5 separate regions of the Sus scrofa genome follow, and regions 2, 3, 4 and 5 are each linked to region 1. Evidence: chromatin contacts called from public Hi-C and HiChIP or PLAC-seq data. All regions are on one chromosome and are shown on one strand. The core of a region is the stretch at or near the end of the contact, and the rest is flanking DNA. Distances in the headings are between cores, read along the strand shown.

Region 1 (2,550 bases), core at 19-2,518:
CCTTCTCTCCTCTTGAACTATCCCCCAACCTCATCCTCATTTGGGGTCTTCAGTCTAACTAGAAACAGCTGCTCTTTATCTTTGCAGCCCCCTGGCCCCCCTCCCTCAGTTTACTTTACCTGTTATCGATGAATTATGAGCGTGTTCCAAAGATGGAGGGAGTACCTCGGAGCTCCGGTGTCTGCTCTGGGCTGGAGAAAAAGAAAGCTACTGGGGTTTTGACGGCTTTGTCTTCTCACTCCCTCTCCCTGTTCAGTGACTGAGTCAGTCTGCTCAGTCTCCCCCTGCAATGCAGCCCCTCCTAAGAAGGGCGGAAGGACTTCCCGCCCCCTCCCTGCCTGACTCGGCTAATTCAAATGATAGGTTCCAGAACACGTTAGGGAGGGAGACAGGATTAAAGCATCTCCGTAGGCTCATTGGTCTGCGCAAAGATTCCTGAGCTCTTCCAGCACCCCCATGCTGACTGAGGGTGCAATGAATGAGCAGTCCGTTGTCCTCTACTTTTAGGTCTATAGATTAAATATCTTAACTCTATTGATGGAGGAGAGGAGTGTCCTTTTATTCCCCAATTTGATTTCAGGTTACGAACTGTTTTTGAGAATCAGAAAAATTCTCCATCCTTCCCGATTTGCCTCCCCACCCTCCCGGCGGGTAAATACACCCAGCTCTATTCCATCTGGTATAGGGCACAGGAAGACTGGGGGCTGTGCGTGCTTCTGCAAATCTCTGAAAAAGGTTGGGGCCGGAGGATTTGGGGGCTCCGCTTCCTCTTGCCCCGCAACGTCTGGCGCGCGAAGAGATAGTGCGATTCCGGAGGGTCCAGCTTGGATGCCAGGCCCTCCTCGAGGGTCCACTTTCCCGGGTTCAACCCGCAGGGGCGGCGGCCCCCGGGGGCTTCCGAGGCCCCTCCCACGTCCCTTCACAGAGCAGTGCCTCCTTAGTCCAGAGTGGAGCTGTGCGCCCGGCTCCCAGCCGGACGGGTTTCGTAATCGCGTCGCGGCCGTTTCCGCCCTCGGCCAGCCCCACCTCTGCCGGCCCGCCCTCGGCTCCCCACCGCGCCGAGGAGCGAGCCCGGGAACCCCACATTGGCGGGCACCGAGCGGGGGCCCCCCACCAGCTGCCGGACGCCTGGATGCCGTAGCAGAGCAGGTGAGGACTGGGAGTCGGTCGCTCGGCCGGTGCGCCCCGCCTGCCCAGCCAGGCGGAGACGCACCGGATGCTGGGGGTGGGGGAGAAGGGCGTCCGCGTCTGCCGAGATGCTGGGTCGGTGGCAGAAGGGGTGCGCTCGGTGAGTGACCGTCCCTGTCCACGCTCGGGCGGTGCACAGGTGAGGCCCATGAAGAGTAGAAGGGAAAGAAGGGTCTGGAGTGTTGGGGAGTTGGGAAGAAAGTCTCTTTTGAGACTCAACTAGCCTCAGTGTTGGCTGTGCCGACAAAGTGAAGCGGAGCTGGTCCGGGAGAGTCTAGATCTGAGACAGGCAGCCACGGAAGGCAGTGGCTCAGTTGGAAAGATTCACAGAGAGGTCCCAATCCTAATTCAGCCTCGGGAGGAGCAGAGACTTTCCAGGTAGAGTTGGGGGTGGGGGTGAGCAGAAATGGAATCTATGTCACTGAATATATTGGGAAGGGGGAGTTTTTAGGGCCTAGCTCTGTTTCCTCTTGAGCCTCCCCAAGACCTACCTGGGGAAGGACACAGTTGGTCCTGGGGCAAATGCTTGTCACTTGACTGAAAGATGGGGTTCACCTCTATTTCTCTAGAGCCCCCGCAGCAGCCCTCCATGTCTGGAGGTCTCCATAGGGGACCAGCTGCAGTCCTGGGCTCATAGCCAGAACAGCCCACTCCATTCTCTCAGTTCTCTTTCTCTTTCTCTCCAGCTGCTTCTTGTGAAGGCTTGTCAGGCAGCGGGTTGGAGGCCTTGAGGCTGGAGGCAGCGGGACCGGGAAAACCGGTTTGGGGCTAGAACAGGACCAGGGAACTACCTCTGTACATCCTTCCTCCCTGGAACCTTTCTCCCCACTTCTCACTCCCCAGTAGTTTTAAAGCTCTTAAGCTCCATTGTGACCTTGATGTCTTTCCAGCTCTGCATTTCACCTTACCTACCAGTTCTCTGCACTATTTGGCTGTCAGGATGCGGCCTTACGTGATCTAATCCTGACCCCTGCTGCTGTTTACCCAGCCCCTTCCCCTTTATTGTGGGGTTGAGACAGTGGGTAGTGGGTTCAGGTGCTCTTCCTCCTGGACTTTCCAGTTCAAGACTTGATTTTTCCTCAACCCATTCAAGATATTTTAAAGGAGAGTGGCAGCCAATCACTCTTACTTCCTTTTCTGGCCTTGTTCCCCTCCCCCGTCTCCACCAGCACATTCACCCTGCCCGGTTTTCTCCTCTCACTCACCCCACCCCCAAGTTTCAGAGACCCTTATGTCCTGTGTCCTAGGGAATGGAATTTCCTGGTCACTCCTCATCATTATTGGACATTTCATGCTGAGTCCCACACACAGTCTCCCTCCACCCAGCTCTGGCCAGGTCCCTGGAACAGGAACAGAAATGTC
Region 2 (2,550 bases), core at 17-2,516, 950 kb after region 1:
AGAGTGGTCTGGGGTGAGGGAGAATTCTGTCTAATCCTTCAAATCTTATCTGGTTTTACTCCCTCAGCTTTCATATGCCAGCCTTTAAACAAGCTCACTGACTTGAGTTTCCATAGCTGATAGGTGGCTAACCTTATCCAACTCTTACCCTATCCTTCTTGGTTTAAATAGTTTCTTGTGACCTGAAGAATTAAAGAAACAAAACCAACAAAACCAATCCGGAATATGATTGCCCTTTTTTCATGCATTCCAACCCTTTTGGATGGAAATTTTGGATACTGAGCTGGTAAATTGTGAGGTCAGAGAAACAATTTGTCAGTGCCAACAAGATGGCCTACAGACCTCCTTCTCACCTCCCCCTGCTGCTCCTTTGATTCCAATTTCTATTTCTTCCCTTAAAGTTTTCTCTGGGTGTGGTGTGGCTATGGGAGACACCCAGTCTTTTCCAATTGTATATTTTTGTAACGGCATTTCTATTTAAGGAGTTCATTAAATCACAGTATTTATACACACTGCTGGCATTGTTTCTTGTGTCTGAATAAAGGAACCTAGGTAAGATAGTGATGGTGTGACTCAAGAGAGGAAGATACAGACCGAATTACTGCTAAGGAAATAAGGGGATGGTTCAGGTGAAGCTCTGCAGAATTCATAGTTTGGGTTCTCCCTGTGGTGCTGATGTGGCAAAAACAGACCCAGACGTTGTTGTTGGGGCTGGGGTGTGCTCTGGGGGTTGAGACCAAAGCCTCTGGACTTCAGTGTTAACCACTCTTCAGCGCTGGTCACACACACTCCCATCTCTGAGCCTCTGGTTCCCGTCACCCCCAATGCAATACTGACTAGGCAAGCTCAACGTCACTCCAGCTCAGACATTCCGCAATCCCTTCCCTGAGGAAAAATGAAAGCCCAGGCCAGGACTATGGGGCCCCATCTGTCCAAAGGCTGCGGGCCGGGGTGGACAGCTGCCTCCACGCCTTGGGCAGAAGACCCTTCTCTGGGAATCAAAGGAGGCCACAAAATATACGAAAAATATTGTTCTCTTAGCTCCTGAATTGACATTTTTGGGAGCAGCGTGATCCTTTAACTTCAAGCACTGCCTTAGGGCGTTTGAGAGATTCCGATCCGCGTTCCCCGCCCTAACCTGTCAGAGCGGCACTTCAACACAAAACCAAAGACCGCGGAACACGGTAACACCAATCACTTCAAGTCTCAGCGGCTCCTAAAATGGCCGCGGCCGCTTCCGGCTCCTCCCCTGCATAGGCCCCGCCCACCGCCTCTACGTCCGCCTTCGCCCCGGAAGTGGAAGTAGTACTGCGGTCAGGAGGCGGTATCGCTGCCTGGAGACGGCGGGAGGTCTTTCGCCATGGCTGCTGGGCCGATCTCCGAGCGGAATCAGGGTGAGTGGAGGGCACAAGTCCGGGATGGGCCCAGGGGAGTTTGGGGGATCTCGGGTTACAGCCAGCAGTGTTTCCGCCAGGGCGGGAGATTGGAGCATCCCAAAAGGCGCTAGACCGGCCTGATGCCTGCTGGGGCGGGATGGACGGGTGCCCAGAGGCTGAGGCCTGTAGGTGTGATGTTGTCTATGTCCCATCCCCTGCTGCCTTCCCACTCACGCACACAAAAAATTACAAAGAGAATGTGCGCCAGAACTTTAAATTATATTTAAGAAGATTTTGTATTACCTGGAATGGAGGGCGGTGTAGGGGTATAAGCTAACGTCTTTTTTTTTTTTTTTTTTTTTTTTTCTTTTCTTTTTCTCTTTGCTCCAATACCCCATCTCCACCCGCAACTCCACCGCCTGGGTTCCGACTTCATGTTCCCGTCACCTCCTTATTTCCTCTCATCTCTGTCCTAACCTCCTAACCCTGTCCTCCAGATGCCACTGTGTACGTGGGGGGCCTCGATGAGAAAGTTAGCGAACCACTGCTGTGGGAACTGTTTCTCCAGGCAGGGCCAGTAGTCAACACCCACATGCCAAAGGATAGAGTCACTGGTCAGCATCAAGGTGAGTACATGGCAAGAAGTGCAGTTATTTTTCATTTAATTTATTTTTTGGTCTTTTTGTCATTTCTAGGGCCGCTCCCGCGGCATATGGAGGTTCCCAGGTTAGGGGTTGAATCGGAGCTGTAGCCACTGGCCTATGCCAGAGCCACAGCAAGGTGGGATCCGAGCGGCGTCTGCAACCTACACCACAGCTCACTGGCAACGCCGGATCCTTAACCCACTGAGCAAGGGCAGGGATCGAACCCACAACCTCATGGTTCCTAGTCGGATTCGCTAACCACTGAGCCACGACGGGAACTCCCAAGAAGTGCAGTTATGTTTTGAGGAAACAAACTGCTCCTGGAAGGTCCCGGCAGTATTCACAACTGTTTGGAATAAGCAAGCTAAAGTTTTCTTTCTCTTAAACTCAGTTTGTTTCTGGAACCATTCTCAGTTGAAGTAGGATTATTTTTTCTTGTTCTTTGTACTTTAGAAGGTGAGTTATACCTCATTTTGAATCGCTTCACTTAAGTTAACTCTTCTTTTCCATTTCCCTAGGCTATGGTTTCG
Region 3 (2,550 bases), core at 15-2,514, 640 kb after region 1:
TGCAATGACAACGCCGGGTCCTTAACCCCACTGTGCCACAAGAGAACTCCACGGTGAAATTTGTGTTTTGTTTATTTGTCTTTTGTCATTTTAGGGCCGTACCTGAAGCATATGGAAGTTCCCAGGCTAGGGGCTGAATTGGAGCTACAGCTGCCTGCCTACACCACAGCTCATGGCAACGCCGGATCCTTAACCCACTGAGTGAGGCCAGAGATCGAACCCAAATCCTCATGGATCCTTGTCAGGATCGTTAACTGCTGAGCCACAAAGGGAAGTCCCCAAAATTTAGGTTTTATTGTGGGTTTTTTTCTGGTTTCTGAACTCGGGTTTTTGTTCCAATTTTACCTCTAACTCTGGAATATCTCTGAACAAGCCGTCTAACATCCCTTTTCTTAAAATGAGTCAGCTGGACTAAATGATCTGGCTGCATTAGCTTTTCCTTTCTAGGACTAAAAATATGCATCTTTGGTATGGTTTGGTCATGAACTCTAGGCCTCCTGCTAAACATTTCCCTAAGCTCCTTGAAAGCTCTCTCTTACCCCAAGCAATGACACAGGAATCTGGAGGAAAGGCAAACAATGAGAGCACCTGGCAGACGGGGAACAAAAGAGGGAAGGAGCCAAGCTACTTTGGGGACCCCGTCCCTGAAGGCAGCCAGTACTCGTTATCCTTAAGGCCACTCCTTCTGTGTCTTTACTAATACAAGGAATTTTTTTTTTTTTTCCTCCAACTTGATGTGAAAGAAGATACCCTGGCTTCCCTCTCTAGTTTCAGACTGCCCCACCTTCAAAGAGTCTACCTCTCTCCACTCTCACTTTGGTCTTTCTCATCTCGTTCAATTCCGTGGTGATGGTGAGTTGAGCTCACTCTTATTAGGACTTCCCCATGGCTGGGCTCCATCCCCATCAGCTGCCTCTTCTTTGACAAGGCTCTGCTTTCCTCTCCCATGCCTGGCTCTAATTTCCAGTTCCCCCCTCTGCCCCAAATATCTAACACACTCGAGAGCACGTTAATCACTCCTTATTAACTTCTTACCTCCCACCCTCCCCTCATTTTCTTTTCTCCCATCCTGCTTATTGTAGAAGACCTGGCCCAAAAGCTCAGAGAGAGATGTGAACTTACCCAGGATGAGTGGCACGGCAAGGATGGCTACAAAGAGGACATCCATTCTGGATTCTTCACTATTGCCTTGCAAGTAAAAAAGGAAGTTACAGCGTTTCCCACCAAACATTCCCCGCCTCCGGCCCTCCCCCAAGGCAAGGAGGGAGCTGCAGCAACTCTTCTCCCAGGGGGCTGGGGCATTCCCTGCCCACTTGCTGACTGACTAGAACTTCAGTTACTACCGCCAGGGTTCTGAGCCAGAGCTCCACAGATCAAGAGAGGCAAAGTGAATTATTATTATTTTTTTCTGTGTTTTGTCTTTTTAGGGCCCCACCCTCCTCACATGGAGGTTTCCAGGGTAGGGGTCAAATTGGAGCTGTGGCTGCCAGCCTACGCCACAGCCACAGCAACTCGGGATCCTAGCCTGTCTTCCACTTACACCACAGCTCAAGGCAATGCTGGATCCTTAAACCACTGAGCAAGACCAGGGGTGGAATCTAAGTCCTCATGGATACTAGTCGGGTTCGTTAACCACTCAGCCACACAGGGAACTCCCAAGAGGCAAAGTGAATTTTGATGGAAACGTGTTCATCGAGCTCCCCCAGCCCTACATAGACTAGATTCATTCAGGACTCCTGCTGCCATTTCCAGAAAACAAACAAACAAACCAAAAAACCCCAACCCAAACAGAATTCTCTTATGACTCAGTAGGTTAAAGATCCTTGTTAAGTGTTTCACTGCAGCAGCTGGGGTGGCTGCTATGGTGGGGATTCCCTGGCCCAGGAACTTCTGCATGCTGCAGGTATAGTATGGCAAAACAAAACAAAACAAAACAAACAAACAAACAAACAAAAACCTCAAACCCCAAAACCCAGCCTATCAAGGAATCCCGCCCCCCCAACTCCTCTCCTTTCCTTTCTTGCTCCCAGTCCTCACAAAAAGCTCAACTTAGCTCTTACTGTCCCTAACTGTCATCACCCAGAGCTGCCCTTCTCACTGAGACTTCATCACAATCTATTTCTTCACAGTCAAAATATTCTGAGGAGAGGATGAGCATTTTTTTAAGAAAAAATTAAAAAAGAGAGAAAATTCTCTCTCTCCTCTGCTTTAGACTATGAAGTATGAGAGCAATATCAACACCATCGTCTAACTCTCAAAGCACCTGCTGCAATGCTTCTGAAAAAAAGAAAAAAAAAAAAAAAAAACAAAACCTTCAGTCAAGGCCAGTTACTTCCCCTCAGCTAAGGACTGACCTCACCTCACCTCTTTCTCAACTTTCTGCACACAGGATGGGAGAAGGGGGGAAGCAGGTAGTCTCTTTCCCTGTTCTATATGCCATACCCTTTCTCCCACTTTGTCACTTGGTGTGTTCCCTTCAATCCAACCCACAGGGTGAGTTCATTTTATGTCTCTCTGCTTTTGTATTCCCCATTTTGATTCAATTCACTT
Region 4 (2,550 bases), core at 30-2,529, 600 kb after region 1:
CGCCGGATCCTCAACCCACTGAGCAAGGCCAGGGATCGAACCCACAACCTCATGGTTCCTAGTCGGATTCGTTAACCACTGAGCCACGACAAGAACTCCGGTACAGTCTAATTAACTTCTGCATTCTTGGTAGGTTTATCCTCTATAAGACCTGTTGCTAAACAGTGTATTTAATTTTGGTATAACCATATGAAGCTAGTGAAGTCATGAAACTAGGAGTAAAAGATTTTGTGTCTTACTGACATGTTATATAATAAATCTATGATGGCTCTATTTACCCATCATGAGACAGCACTATAGCTTATCAATTTCAACATGCTAACTGTTCAATGCTCAAAAGAAGGGTATTCAGACAACATAGGGAGTGAAGAAAGAGCTCTTCCATTTACTAACCTTCTGTCAAGCAATTCCTCTGAGCCTCAGTTCATTCATCTTACAAAAGGAGGACAACTGCCATAGCTATCTGGCACTTAATTCATTCAGTAAGTATTTACTGCACAACAACTAAGTGTTAATGTAGTGGGATACTGCCAAGGATACATACAACAGTGAACAAAAGAGACAAGAATCCTCACCTTAGAGGGCTTATATTCCACTAGAACTGAATCATAGATTAGAAAGTTTAAGCCGTTTGAAAATCCAAAGCAATAAACGGGGTACCACTCTATAAACGAACCGTATGCCCAAGCACTATACTTATGTACTCAATTTCAACCCATTCCCTCCATAATATAACGTGCAGACTAAACAGTCAGTGGGCAAAAATCAAACTTCCAAATAGTAACTAGCTTTGTCATTAATCAGACGTTCAACAATAACTGCGTGGGGCGGGGTGGGGGTGGTTACGGTGTGGAGGGAGAGAGAGGAAGGCAGAATGATCTCAATGAGCAGGTAGCAGAATCTAATCTTCTGAAGGAATTCCTTACTTCGTGCTCTTCTTTGCTACAAGTCGAATTTCCTCCCTTAAACCCTATCCTTTGCTTTTTGCTCTCTCCATCTCTCTGACCGGACCCTTTCCCCACCTTGTTCTACCCAAACTCATCTCAGAGGTAGTCTCCTCACCCTGTCCCTTTCCCGCCCCCGCCCTTTTCCTCTCAACAATCTCATTCCAACCCGTTCTCGCACAGAACCTGGTTCTTTCCTCAGCCTCCTTTCTGTTGAACCTCCCGCCTCGGTCCTCCCTTTGGACTGAAACTTAGCCCCAGCCGCTAGGACCCGAGCATACCCTCTCTGGGCCCGGGGCCACTACTCACCTCACAAACTTCAGCCCCTGAGACGGAGCCCGAACGTTACACCGGAACCGGAAACCCTCCGACCGCCCTACGGCCTGCCGTCGCTACCGCCACGGCTGCTGCCTCGCCACGGTCCCACAACTTGTGACGAAAGAGGGCGGGGCCCCGGTTCGCGCAGCCGTAGTAGCTACTTTTCCGCGGCGGAGCGCATGCGTGGCGGAGCCGTAACGATTTCCCCCGGCAAGCTACTTGGCTCCTTCGGTTCCCCGTGCTAAACCTGTTAACTACATTAGCGCAAAATTAATGTTACCTGAAGCATAAATTGAGCTGCTTGTAGTATTCCCGTGGAGAATAAGTGCGCTAAGGCTATGGCTAGAACTAAAAGCAGAGCTTCTGCGTTTGGGCTAAACCTGGACTTTCTGGTAGGAAGTAAACTTCAGAGTAGTGATCGTTAGTATTAACCACTCTCTCCTTAGCCTTTGTCCTTAACAGTGGTGCCAAGAGACCCAGAAAACCGACTAGTGTGGGAGGAGTCTGAAGATAGTACCCTCTCACACACCTTTGTTTCTTTCTTCCATTCATTCGCAAAACAAATAATTGCTGGCAGTCTAGTACTTTTTAGGCCCCACCTGCAGCATATATAAATTCGGGTTAGGGGTTGAATCAGAGCTGCAGCTTCTGGCCTATGCCACAGCCACGCAGAATCAGAGCTAGGACTGTGACCTACACCACAGCTCAGGGCAACACTGGCTCCTTAATCCACTGGGCAAGGCCAGGGATGGAACCTGTGTTCTCATGGATACTAGTGGGGTTCTTTACTCGCTGAGCCAGGACAGGAATTCCTAATCAACCATTTTGGTCCTCAACTAATCCTTACCTAACAAGCACCTTTACTTCTTGCCAGCTCCAATTATAATTCTTTTCTTTTTTTTTCTTCCTTTTTACGGCCTAACTTGCAGAATACAGAAGTTGCTGGTCTAGAGGTTGAATCGGAGCTGCACCTGCTGGTCTGTGCCACAGCCACAGCCACACTGGATCTGAGCCGCACCTGTGTTCTACACTGCAGCTTGCTGCAACACTGGATCCTTAACCCACTGAGCAAGGCCAGTTTGATGTGGGATCAAACCCACATCCTCGTGGATACTAGTTCTTAACCCCAATTATAATTCCTCCAATTATAATTTTTAATAAACAACTTATTTAACTACCTGTAAGCTTGTAAGCCTCCCCAATTTTGTAGTCCAGCAGAACACGATTCAAGTGCTTCTTAAACCTGTGTCTCCCTCAGTAAAGAACTTATATAAAGCTAAACTCATGA
Region 5 (2,550 bases), core at 23-2,522, 560 kb after region 1:
AGCCGGCAAAACAATCACTGCGAGTGCGTGAAAGCCGCAGGTGGGGAGGGAGGCCAGGGGGTGGAGATGGTGCACGCGCTAGGCTCTTCTGGAGGTAGGACGGGAGGACCAGCTGCTGGGCACGCTGGTGGCTCCTACACGTTGCAAGGAGGGGCTGCGGGTTTCGAAGGTTTATCAAAATTGTTCAAAGGATTGTGTTTAAACCAGTCAGTAATCTCGGAAGAAACGCAGAAAACACGTCCTGCAAAGCCTTTTCTAAACGCCTGGCCCAGAAATTAATGGTTTTATACTCTTCGGCTCTCAATGCTTAAGCCCCTTCCCCACACTCCTCTAAGAACGGGCGTTAATATCTTACAGTTAATACTACCCGACTGCCCCTTCAGCTGCAGAAATCTCTCTCCCCTTTAGGTCCTCTAACACAGGAAAGGCCCAAGGCTACCTAGTCAGGATTTTTTTTGCAACGCAATAGCAGCAAAGGGACAGCAACAGTATCGCGCACGCGCTGCTTGGCTCCGCCCCCCCGCTTCCTTCTCAACCTAGAAAGCGGAGGGAGGCGTGATGGCGGGGCAACCTGGCCAATCAAGGGAGAGGAACGAGAAGCGCGCGCAGAAGCCCACAAGCCCCAAGGGCTAAGGAGACACTCCGATTATTTGTGCGCCTGCGCAATAAGCCAGCGTGTAGCGGGTTGGGAGGAGAAACCTGGAGGGGAGGGTGAGGGAGTTGGTCAAACTAAGGAGAGGTTGGGGGAGGGGCTTCACCGCTCCACCCGGCGTTTTGCTTCCTAGCGAGGTCTCTCTCGGAGCAGTCCAGCTCACACAACAGGGCCGAGAAACTCCCACCGCTTAGCAGCCACTGTTACGTTCTGGCACCTGCAGCTACCGCCGCCGCCGCTGCTGGCAACTCCTTGGGGCATGGAACGCGACAAAGTACCTGGCAGCCATTTTGCCGTGTCTCAGACGATGCGCATGCGCCAGCTCCCTTGCGCCATTCACTACGCAGACTCCCAGACCGAGCAATATTTTACACTCTCCTTGGACAATACCATTTACAGCCACTTGACGTTGGATTATAGGGAAAGGAAGTAAATGAAGTGAAACGGAAAATTTCCCTGTAGAATTTGAGACGAGAAAAGAATAAAAGGCGAAGTAATCGCACCTTCACCAATTATGGTACAGTTTCATAACTGCATGAAACATAGTTTCCAAAAGACTTAGATATCTATTGTATTGATTAGCACAACCTAGATTAACCATGCCATCCCATTTTCCTATGTAAATCATCTGGACAGATTTGGAGGCTCCTGTGTTCCACTAAACACGTGTAATTATTGTATTTTAACTCTTTCACTCTCCCTAGTAGACTCAGGTTTCTTGAGGCGAGGAACCTGTTTTGTCAAGCTCAAATCTAGTATTTGTTAATTCAACAAAAAGTTGTCGAACGTCTTATGTCAAGTACAGTTTTAGACGTGGGGGAATACAGCAAAATGACAAAGTCCCTTCCCTCCAGGGCTTAGTGGCAGGAGACCATAAAAAATACATATATCAGGAAGTAATAATTTCTCTCAAGAAGCATGAAGCAGGGTAAGGGAGAGGAAGGGCACTGCACATATAACACTGTAAGAGAATGGGAGTGAGAGTTTGGTGATCAAGGATGGCTTCTGGTAGTAAGTGATACTTGATGTGAATGTTGAGAACAAGGCAACCAAGCAAATATGGGAAAGGGGGAAGAAAACATGGTGGCAGACAGAACAGCAAGTGTAAAGGACCTAATACAGGAATGTTTTGATACCTTAGAGGGAAAACAAGGAGGCCACTGTGGCTAGAGAAGAGTAAGAGAGGCGTCAAGTGGTAGAATATGAGATCTCAGAGATGAAGGAAAAGAGTTCACATAGACCCTGGAAGGCCACTGGAAGGACTTTGGCTTTTAACGTTGAGTTGGGGAGCAATTTTAAGCAGAGTGTTTTTAAGAAGAAAAGTTACATCGCATTCTTTTTAAAAGATCATGTTGGTTGTTGTGTGGAAAATAGATTTTGGGGAGTTCCCCGGAGCAGCAGAAATGAATCTGACTAGGAACCACGAGGTTGTTGTGTTCCTTCCCTGGCCTGGCTTAGTGGGTTAAGAATCTGGCTTTGGGAGTTCCCATCGTGGCTCAATGGTTAGTGAATCCGACTAGGAACCATGAGGTTGTGGGTTCGATCCCTGGCCTTGCTCAGTGGGTTAAGGATCCGGCGATGCCATGAGCTGTGGTGTAGGCTACAGACTTGGCTCAGATCCCGCGTTGCTGTAGCCACTGCTACAGCTACGATTAGACCCCTAGCCTGGGAACCTCCATATGCTGCGGAAGCGGCCCAAGAAATGACAAAAAGATAAAATAAAATAAATAAAAATAAAAGAATCTGGCTTTGCCATGAGCTGTGGTGTATGTGGCAGACGTGGCTCGGATCTGGTGTTGCTGTGGCTGTGGTGTAGGCCAGCAACTGTAGCTCTTATTAGACCCCCAGCCTGGGAACCTCCATATGCCTCGGGTGTGGCCCTGAAAATAAAAAAAAAA

Evidence for each region. Hi-C and Micro-C count contacts between places; a contact is called where the count stands out from the background. HiChIP or PLAC-seq counts read pairs in DNA pulled down with a chosen protein or histone mark.
Region 2: a Hi-C map of embryonic fibroblasts shows a contact between it and region 1, with 2.2 times the contacts expected there. The contact joins the promoter of SF3B4 here to the promoter of CDC42SE1 in region 1. A contact is called at or near these places in 1 of 5 promoter capture datasets (fetal liver) and 1 of 47 Hi-C or Micro-C datasets (embryonic fibroblasts).
Region 3: an H3K27ac HiChIP or PLAC-seq map of alveolar macrophages shows a contact between it and region 1. The contact joins the promoter of C4H1orf54 here to the promoter of CDC42SE1 in region 1. A contact is called at or near these places in 1 of 5 promoter capture datasets (fetal liver) and 2 of 2 datasets of contacts at active chromatin or transcription factors (alveolar macrophages and skeletal muscle).
Region 4: a contact with region 1 is called in an H3K27ac HiChIP or PLAC-seq map of skeletal muscle, with 4 times the contacts expected there. The contact joins the promoter of PRPF3 here to the promoter of CDC42SE1 in region 1. A contact is called at or near these places in 2 of 5 promoter capture datasets (fetal liver and liver) and 2 of 2 datasets of contacts at active chromatin or transcription factors (alveolar macrophages and skeletal muscle).
Region 5: an H3K27ac HiChIP or PLAC-seq map of alveolar macrophages shows a contact between it and region 1. The contact joins the promoter of RPRD2 here to the promoter of CDC42SE1 in region 1. A contact is called at or near these places in 1 of 5 promoter capture datasets (liver) and 2 of 2 datasets of contacts at active chromatin or transcription factors (alveolar macrophages and skeletal muscle).

The regions. Positions count from the first base shown.
Region 1 is chr4:98,171,400-98,173,949 of Sscrofa11.1, forward strand. CDC42SE1 (CDC42 small effector 1) reads left to right here and starts at 1,269. Exons shown (of 5, transcript NM_001190193.1): 1 at 1,269-1,327. MLLT11 (myeloid/lymphoid or mixed-lineage leukemia; translocated to, 11) reads right to left here and starts at 275. Exons shown (of 2, transcript NM_001244607.1): 1 at 120-275.
Region 2 is chr4:99,122,298-99,124,847 of Sscrofa11.1, forward strand. It overlaps SF3B4 (splicing factor 3B subunit 4), which reads left to right and starts at 1,267. Exons shown (of 6, transcript XM_001926489.5): 1 at 1,267-1,394; 2 at 1,874-2,002; 3 at 2,539-2,550. The coding sequence starts at 1,361. It overlaps MTMR11 (myotubularin related protein 11), which reads left to right. Exons shown (of 17, transcript NM_001243446.1): 17 at 1-512.
Region 3 is chr4:98,813,363-98,815,912 of Sscrofa11.1, forward strand. It overlaps C4H1orf54, which reads right to left and starts at 1,265. Exons shown (of 6, transcript XM_001924595.5): 1 at 1,123-1,265. The coding sequence starts at 1,231.
Region 4 is chr4:98,770,352-98,772,901 of Sscrofa11.1, forward strand. It overlaps PRPF3 (pre-mRNA processing factor 3), which reads right to left and starts at 1,280. Exons shown (of 16, transcript NM_001135965.1): 1 at 1,254-1,280. LOC110260326 (a long non-coding RNA gene) reads left to right here and starts at 1,422. Exons shown (of 2, transcript XR_002343444.1): 1 at 1,422-1,654; 2 at 2,192-2,443.
Region 5 is chr4:98,733,334-98,735,883 of Sscrofa11.1, forward strand. It overlaps RPRD2 (regulation of nuclear pre-mRNA domain-containing protein 2), which reads right to left and starts at 1,273. Exons shown (of 11, transcript XM_013988087.2): 1 at 1-1,273.